Linked DNA regions of Mus musculus: region 2 is linked to region 1. The links are chromatin contacts, called in public HiChIP or PLAC-seq maps. All regions are on one chromosome and are shown on one strand. The core of a region is the stretch at or near the end of the contact, and the rest is flanking DNA. Distances in the headings are between cores, read along the strand shown. Region 1 overlaps Trpv1 (transient receptor potential cation channel, subfamily V, member 1). Region 2 overlaps Rap1gap2 (RAP1 GTPase activating protein 2).

Region 1 (3,859 bases), core at 130-2,629:
TTCACCCAGTTTATACTTCCTTTCTCCCCCAGGCCCTGGTAAACCTGATAATTCATGAGTCTATCTCACACCTGCTTCAGGCTTTATTGCCTCTCTGCCCAAATGAGAGGGTAAAGAGATTTCTGCAACACAACTCCACATTGGGCAATCCTAAAGTGATGAACAGCAGCCAAAAAACATCAAGACTTAGAGTCAAGGCCCCACCAGGGCATAGAAGAAAATGCCAAGGGAGACATGGTGACACTGGGCTTCAAATAAGAACTTTGGCATGACCTAAAGTTCCAGGGAGCTCTTAAGGAAGACTCAGTTACCACTGCCTGTTGAGATCTGGACTAATTGGCTAGGAAGTAGAGACACCCAGTTTGGGAACTGTTGACCTAGCCAGTTCCAGGGTCTCCAGAGGTAGCTGAGGTTCCCATCACCATCCATCATATTCTAATACCAAGTGTTAGGCCAGAGGGTTTGGAACAAAGGCAAGATGGCCTGGGCCAAGAGATCCCCACCCTTCTCTTCTGATCAGGAGCCCTCGCTTTCAAAAGCCCACACAAAACGCTGGACAAAGCCAGCTCCTAGTTCAGGATTCTCAAAACTGACCACTGGTTCTAAGTCCCACCTACAGGGCCCTAAAATCACAAAATAAGGTTATAATATAACCTTATTTGTACCCCCACCATCACATTGAAGATCTACCCACACCCCTTTAGGAAGCCTTGCCTCAGCCCAGCCTTGTGATTCCACTGACCCCCTCCTGTGAGGTCAGTGAACCTGCCTGAGAGCTACCCACAACGAACTATAAGTTCAGCTCAGTTCGACTTGTTATACCAGTAGAGAAGCCATTCACTGAAGCTCCCACACACTTCCTAGTCCTTCCAGTTCCCACCTTCCTTCCCTGGCCTTTCTCCCCTGAATTCTCCCACATCTTCCTAGCGCAGGCATCTTGGTGAGAAGGGGTCCCCGTTATCTAAAGTATCTGGCTATCATCACTAGAGTTTCTACTGTCACAAAAGTGAGAAAGCAAGTAGTGAATGTGTAAAGTCTAATGCGGCACCCCCCCCCCCCCGCTTCTGTTCCAAATGGCCGCTCTAACTGGACAGCAGTTCACTGAGAGGTACAGGGTAGAGAGCCATAAGGTCCTCGTGCTCACAGATGAGCTCCAGGGAAAGCAGAAATGTTAAACACTCAGGGCTGTCTCCTCAGCAGAGCACATAAATACCTGTTTTCCATCCAGAAGGCTGGGCTGGGTGTTGGTAGCAGCCTTGGTGACCTGTGCTATCAGTAGAGTCAGGCCACACCCAAACTCCCCAGACTATTATGTTTATCCCAGATTCTTCCTCCATAGACCTTTATCTTGAGCATTGTTTCTCAGTCAACAGAACCCATCCCTAAGGGAGCTGCCACTTGTATTTTATAGCTTGGTGACCTCTAGGTTGGCCTAGACCACAGCAGATCCTCCCCTATGCACGTAATCTATAAAACCCATTCTTATGGAAGAGGCCACGTGTTAGTCACACCTTTAGCTTTATTGTGATAACTGTCACCAGGAAACTGTACCCCACCCCATGATCCTGCACTTAAATACATCTAAAATAAACTCCCCAGTGTCAGACTCACCCAACAAAGGCTAACTAAGTAGGAGGATCATGGTAAGCCACTCAGATCACCCACAAAGCCAGCTTTGAGTAGATCTGAGAGTGTTAGCACACCTAACAAATTGAAGGAAAGATAGTGAGCAAGGGTGATAAGGTGACCAGGGAGTCTTTCCAATTGCATTCCTAGGAAAGTCACAGAACTGCAGGGGACCTATGTGAAATTAACAAAGCTCCAGATCAGGGAACTGATATCCAAAAGTGAGCCTATTTTTTTTTCTGTACTAGAGATGGACTCACATGCTAAACAAGTGCTCAACCACCACTAAGCTACATCGCCAGCCCCTGAGTGAGCTTTTGATGAAATAGATTTCCATATCCAATTATAACAGACGATCTTGGACTGGACTGCCATGCTCATGACAACCATAGATGAGCAAAATTCCATTCAGCAGATGTGTTTAGGCCTGAACACATGTGACAGATGTGAGCTACTATAAACCCTAAGAGGCCCGTCATTCACAAGAGGAGCCCTATGAACACCCATCTCTCTGCTTAAGAGACAGCCTTACCTACTACTGTACAGTCAGCAGCCATCCTATAGAGCATGGAATTTCCCCTAAGCTAAAGAGAAAGCAGCTATCCTAGCAGCTGACACAGCTAGAATCAGTAGAACAGAGCATAGGAGAACATTGGGAGACTGGTTGGTTTGAGGGTTGGGTGGTTACCCACAAGTCCTTGGCTGAGATTTAGACATTGCTTGCTGATGATGAGAGTACAGGAGGTTTAGCAGAGATGCCTGCAGTGGGGTTGGAAGTGAGGTGGACACACTTAAGCTTGAGTGCAAGAAGGGAGCATGGACAGAATGCAGAGACACCCTTACACTCACTTACACATGTACACGATTAAGGTGTACTGAAGTATCTTTGAGGGAAGATAACCAAATCCAGGTTCCACAGTATCTTATCCACAATGCCCAGCACACAATCTGAAAACACTGGGCCTAAAAGGGAAACCAGGGCAATGTGGTCCTCTGTCATAAAAAAAAAAAAAAAAAAAAGGAGTTAAGAGACATGGATGCCAAGATAGCCCGGATGTTGGAATTAGCTTTGACAGCTGACTCCAAGGCCTTGTCCTTGCCAGGCTGAGAGTACCACCCCTGAGCCAGTCTACCCCTTAGCTGACAGGAAGTGCAAAGTAACTTATTAATATGTTCAAAGAAATAGAGGAAGAGCTGGAGAGGTGGCTCAGTGGTTAAGAGCACTGACTGCTTTTCCAGAGGTCCTGAGTTCAAATCCCAGTAACCACATGGTGGCTCACAACCATCTGTAATGGGATCTGATGCCCTCTTCTGATGTGTCTGAAGACATCTACAGTATACAGTGTACTCATAAAATAAATAAATCTTTATCTGCAACCCTGTAGGTGCAACAACATTATGAACTAACCAGTACCCCGGAGCTCTTGACTCTAGCTGCATATGTATCAAAAGATGGCCTAGTCGGCCATCACTGGAAAGAGAGGCCCATTGGACACGCAAACTTTATATGCCCCAGTACAGGGGAATGCCAGGGTCAAAAAATGGGAATGGGTGGGTAGGGAAGTGGGGGGGGATGGTATGGGGGACTTTTGGGATAGCATTCTAAATGTAATTGAGGAAAATACGTAATAATAAAAAATATTAAAATAAATAAATAAATAAATCTTTTTAAAAAAAAGAAATAGAGGAAACGTGCTGCTAATATAGGAATGGCTAGAGGACCTCTCAGCAAAGAAATGGAAACTTTGAGCTGGAGAGATGGCTCAATGGTTAAGAGCACTGACCGCTCTTCCAGAGGTCCTGAGTTCAATTCCCAGCAACCATATGGTGGCTCACAGCCATCTGTAATGAGATCCAAAAACTCCTGGTGTGTCTGAAGACAGCAGTGTGTTTATATACACAAAATAAATAAATAAATCTTTAGAAATGGAAACTTCAACAGAAAAACATAGAAACTCTAAAACCAAAAGGCTTAAAGTTTGAAGTTCAAATTTCTCTGGATGGAATTCAGAGCAATTGGGAGCTCACTAAAAAAAAAAAAAGAAAAGAGGAGTCAGTGAATATGAAGGCAGACCAAAAGACATCACATTTGAGAAAGAAAAAAATAATTAAGGACAAAACAAACAAACCCTACAACCTTTCTGGGACACTACTGCATAGCCTGACACCCAGCTTCTGAAACTGTGGACTGTGACCCCATATGGGGTTCCATAACAGAATGGCGGGGTTCTTG
Region 2 (3,626 bases), core at 533-3,032, 1.2 Mb before region 1:
ATTCTTCCCTGGACAAGGCAGCAACACTATTTATCATGTTAGGGATTGTAAGTCACCTAGCGATGGCACGGAGGACACAGCAGGATGTGAGCATGCTCTGTGCAGGCACCGTGCCACTGAACATAGAGAACTGAGTGTCCAGGGTTGTTCCTATCCATGTGCCTCTGGAGCCAGTGTCTCCCACCCTGGGTTCACAGGTAGAAGCTGTTCTGTTGTCCACACTGGGGTCAGCTGAGGTCCGGGCTTGGTGACAGGATTGTGATGGAGCAGTTGATAATGGCATACATATTCCAGGCGCTTCTCTGGGATCATAGATTGACAGGGGCTGTCTTGTCCTTATGAGGACTTCAGAGCTACATATCCCATTGCCCTCCCAGCCCCATGCCACAGGGGACAGCACCCAGCAAGAGCACTGGGAAGCATGATGCTCGTTTCTGCTCCAGAGGAGGAAGAGTCTGGTTTAGTTTCTTCTTTCTATTCTTATTTCAGAAGGAAGGTTTGAAATAAGGGGCTGTCAGCTTTGGGAGGTGGGGCAGAGAAAGGGTCCAGGGTGGTCCTGTTATTCAGAGCAGAAGGTACTGCCAGGTTTCCCTGAGGATAGGGAAGGAAGGGAAGGGTGCATTAAGGGAGAGTAATTGTTAGTAGTCGTGCCATTACTACAAATAAACTGTTCAGTTCTCCTCTGCGCCCAGCAGTTTGTGGACTATAAACTCATTTTATTCGCATTTAGGGGGAACTCATAATCTAGCTGCGGAAACAAGCTATGGCACCGCAGCGTAGCGGGAGACAGGGTATCATTAAGTGTTCAACAGCAGAGCAAAGCTGGGGAACTTTCCTGCTAGCCAATGAGATCTCAGCTCACTGGGAGAGACTGGTGGCTCCCTCTGCCTTCCCTGTGATTGCTCCTCAGCCCGCCCATCCTCACCTGCAGCTTAAGTCCCTGCCTCCTTCCATAGAACCCAGCCCTGTGGACTGACTCTTGGACCCCTCTGCTTGTCTGAATTTGCCCTCCCAGCCACTCTGTCTTTAGTCTCTCGTTATGTCAAAGACAGTGATTCCCATCACGGCTTCCCAAATGAACCTCAGTAGAAATGGCGGGGAGCAAAATTGTGGTGTGTAAGATGCACTCATGTGTGCTCCAGGCATACTAGTGGACTCAGTTTCCTGGTTGGAGCTTGCGTATAGGGAGCAGAGAAAGAATGTTGCACGATGTGGCTGGATTCCATCCTCAGGCGTGGGTTTCCTCTCTCTCCATTTTGCCATTGTGGAAACTGTGTCTTGGAGCAGTTATGTGGTTGGGCCACATTGCTAGTTCTGAAGCACCAAAACTGGGATCCAAGATCTCCGGTCCCAGTCCTAGTGTAGGAATTTGAAGCCAGGCATGCTTTGGGGACACATGCTTTGGAGACTCCCGGCCCAGATACAGATCTGAACTGAATGTCCTCTAGCTGAGTGCCCTTGGTCAAGTCATTTCCCCCTCTGAACTTCCATTTCTTCTTGGAGACGGGGAGAAGGGAAGACAGTACCTTCTGCAGAGGGTAATGCTTGGTGGAGGGAGGACCCGGCTGAGGATGGGGCTCCCTGGTGGGGGGTGGGGGTGGAGTGTCAGTCAGTGAGGCTGGGGCAAGGTTGCACTCCTGCCCTGAGGACTGTTCCCAGACCAGGATGACTAATGCAGGACAAACAAAACAAACTCTGACATCACTCCCCCACCCACCCAGTGTGCCAACCTGGACGGGGTCTGCAGGGCCACCCAGGCAGCTTCCTTCGGGCGTTTGTGAGAAGCACCTGTCAGTGGGAGGGACCTTCCCACGCCCTCCTGAACAATGTTGGGAGCATGACTCAGTCCAGCAGTCCAGAGAAGCTGTTTCAGATTCCACCCAGTTAGCAGGAGCCCTGCTGTCCGGGGAGCAGGGTGTTTATTATAAACCCAGCTTCGGATGCAATTCCCAGACGCCCTCCGGGTTCATGCTATCACCCAATGCATCCAGTCTTGAAAAGGCTGTGTGTTTCCTTCCTTTTGCACAGTCCAGTTAAGCCAGAACCCAACCAGGGTTGCTGGACAAGGGGGTTATTCCCAGAAGTGAATTCTCAGCAACTGTAGGCAAAGCCCTTTGTTCCAACCCTGGTCCTTGAATCTGGAAGATGCAGGTGTTGGGTTGAGGTCTAATCCTCCTTCTACATATGTAGCCAGGGAGACTTCCTGGTTACAAATAGGAAGTGGAATGAGGACCTGAAGGACCGTAGTTCCTGCCTGTCAATCAAACACTCTTCCTTCAAGGAAAAAGGTGGAGCTAGAAGGCAGGAGGACCGATGTGCTGGCTCTGACACTTGCAGATGTGGGTGTTCATCTTTCCCATTCACTGCCCTATGGCTTTCAGGAAGGGGTTTAGACACAGAGATGCTAATACTACTCATTTTCACTAATTCTACGCACAGCCTTTAGTGTACACCATTGGCATTTGAAATGCATAGCCCATCACCAGCCTTTAACCTGGGCTGTGATGGAAGCCACTGTCACCTTCTCCACTTTACAGCTGACAACAGGAGTCACACAGAGGAATCTGTGGCTTGTTCCAGGTCACCAGTCTAGGAAGTGGCAATGTTGGGATTTGAGCCCAGGTGACATGGCTCAAGTCTATTTATAGTCTTAACTGGCCACCCCCACACCCTTATCTGAGGTTGGTGTTGGGACTGACAACTGCTAAGTGTGGGAGTCGAGAGGCTCCAGTACCCATCAGATGGCTAAGTGCCCAGATGCTCCTACCCATGAGCGGTGACCTATGCTTATGCGGATCCTCTCTTCCTTGTTTCCGCAGGGAATCAAGCTTGAAGAGCAGAGGCCAGGACCCCAGAAGAACAAGGTGGGATAGGCAGTAGAGGGGCCAGTGTAGGAAGAGGGCAGGAGGATCAGGGAGCGTGTTGGACTCTCCTCGTATGCACACCAACTCCGCTTTGTACTAGGAGCCAATTAATGACTGAACTCTTGTTACACTCATGTCTGGTGGGTGGCCAAGGGACCCTGGCTCGGTGTCTTAGGGCTGCTTCCCATCAGGCTAGTGGAGACCTCAGGTGAGACCGAAGGATCGGAGGCCCGGATTGGCTCCTTCCTGTTCTTTCTGTGCACCTACACGGTGTTGAGGGTTGCTAGGCTCTGGATTCTGATGGGCCACCAGGTCTTAGCTTCAAGTTCTGTGTCTACAGCCTAGTCAACTTGAAGAGGATGTGGGGAGGGACAGAGAGGAGAGGGACTAGGATATTTTTTTTTTTTGTCTTTTGTTGGGTGGTTAAGGATGACCTCAATCTTGATCTGCCCCCAGAGTGCTGAGATTGTGTGCCGACTCGCCCAGCTCTCTTTCTGTCTTAGCCCCATGGGATGACAAGCTAGTGTCTTGGCGGTGACCAGGGCCTCCCTTTTGTGTGCTACATCTTTTGTTGGCTGGGTTTGCCTTCAGGTCTACTGTTCAGTGGGCACGGGATGCTGAGTCCTTCAAGTTGTGGCCAGAAGTTTCTCTGACTCAGCTTCCCTTGAAATCCTGGTGCATCTTACTAGGTCCCCCTAACTCATCCCTTCACTAGACCTGGGTGAGCAAATGCAAGCAGAAGTGGGACTGTCATGGCCACGT

Evidence for each region. HiChIP or PLAC-seq counts read pairs in DNA pulled down with a chosen protein or histone mark.
Region 2: an H3K27ac HiChIP or PLAC-seq map of trophoblast stem cells shows a contact between it and region 1, with 9 times the contacts expected there. The contact joins two enhancer-like sites. A contact is called at or near these places in 5 of 39 promoter capture datasets (the 3T3-L1 cell line, cranial neural crest, embryonic stem cells and 2 more) and 4 of 115 datasets of contacts at active chromatin or transcription factors (astrocytes, embryonic stem cells, extraembryonic endoderm stem cells and 1 more).

What each region holds. Positions count from the first base shown.
Region 1 is chr11:73,255,156-73,259,014 of GRCm38.p6, reverse strand. The region is part of intron 15 of Trpv1 (transient receptor potential cation channel, subfamily V, member 1); the gene reads right to left. Among named protein-coding and RNA genes, the nearest start is that of Trpv3, 10 kb to the left of the region's middle. Within about 2 kb of position 1,379, at least 12 of the 459 cell types and tissues checked have an H3K27ac peak or open chromatin away from gene starts, as enhancers often do. A contact at or near this core is called in trophoblast stem cells, where this site is marked.
Region 2 is chr11:74,437,502-74,441,127 of GRCm38.p6, reverse strand. It overlaps Rap1gap2 (RAP1 GTPase activating protein 2), which reads left to right. Exons shown (of 25, transcript NM_001015046.3): 5 at 2,820-2,864. Among named protein-coding and RNA genes, the nearest start is that of Olfr412, 75 kb to the right of the region's middle. Within about 2 kb of position 1,782, at least 37 of the 459 cell types and tissues checked have an H3K27ac peak or open chromatin away from gene starts, as enhancers often do. A contact at or near this core is called in trophoblast stem cells, where this site is marked.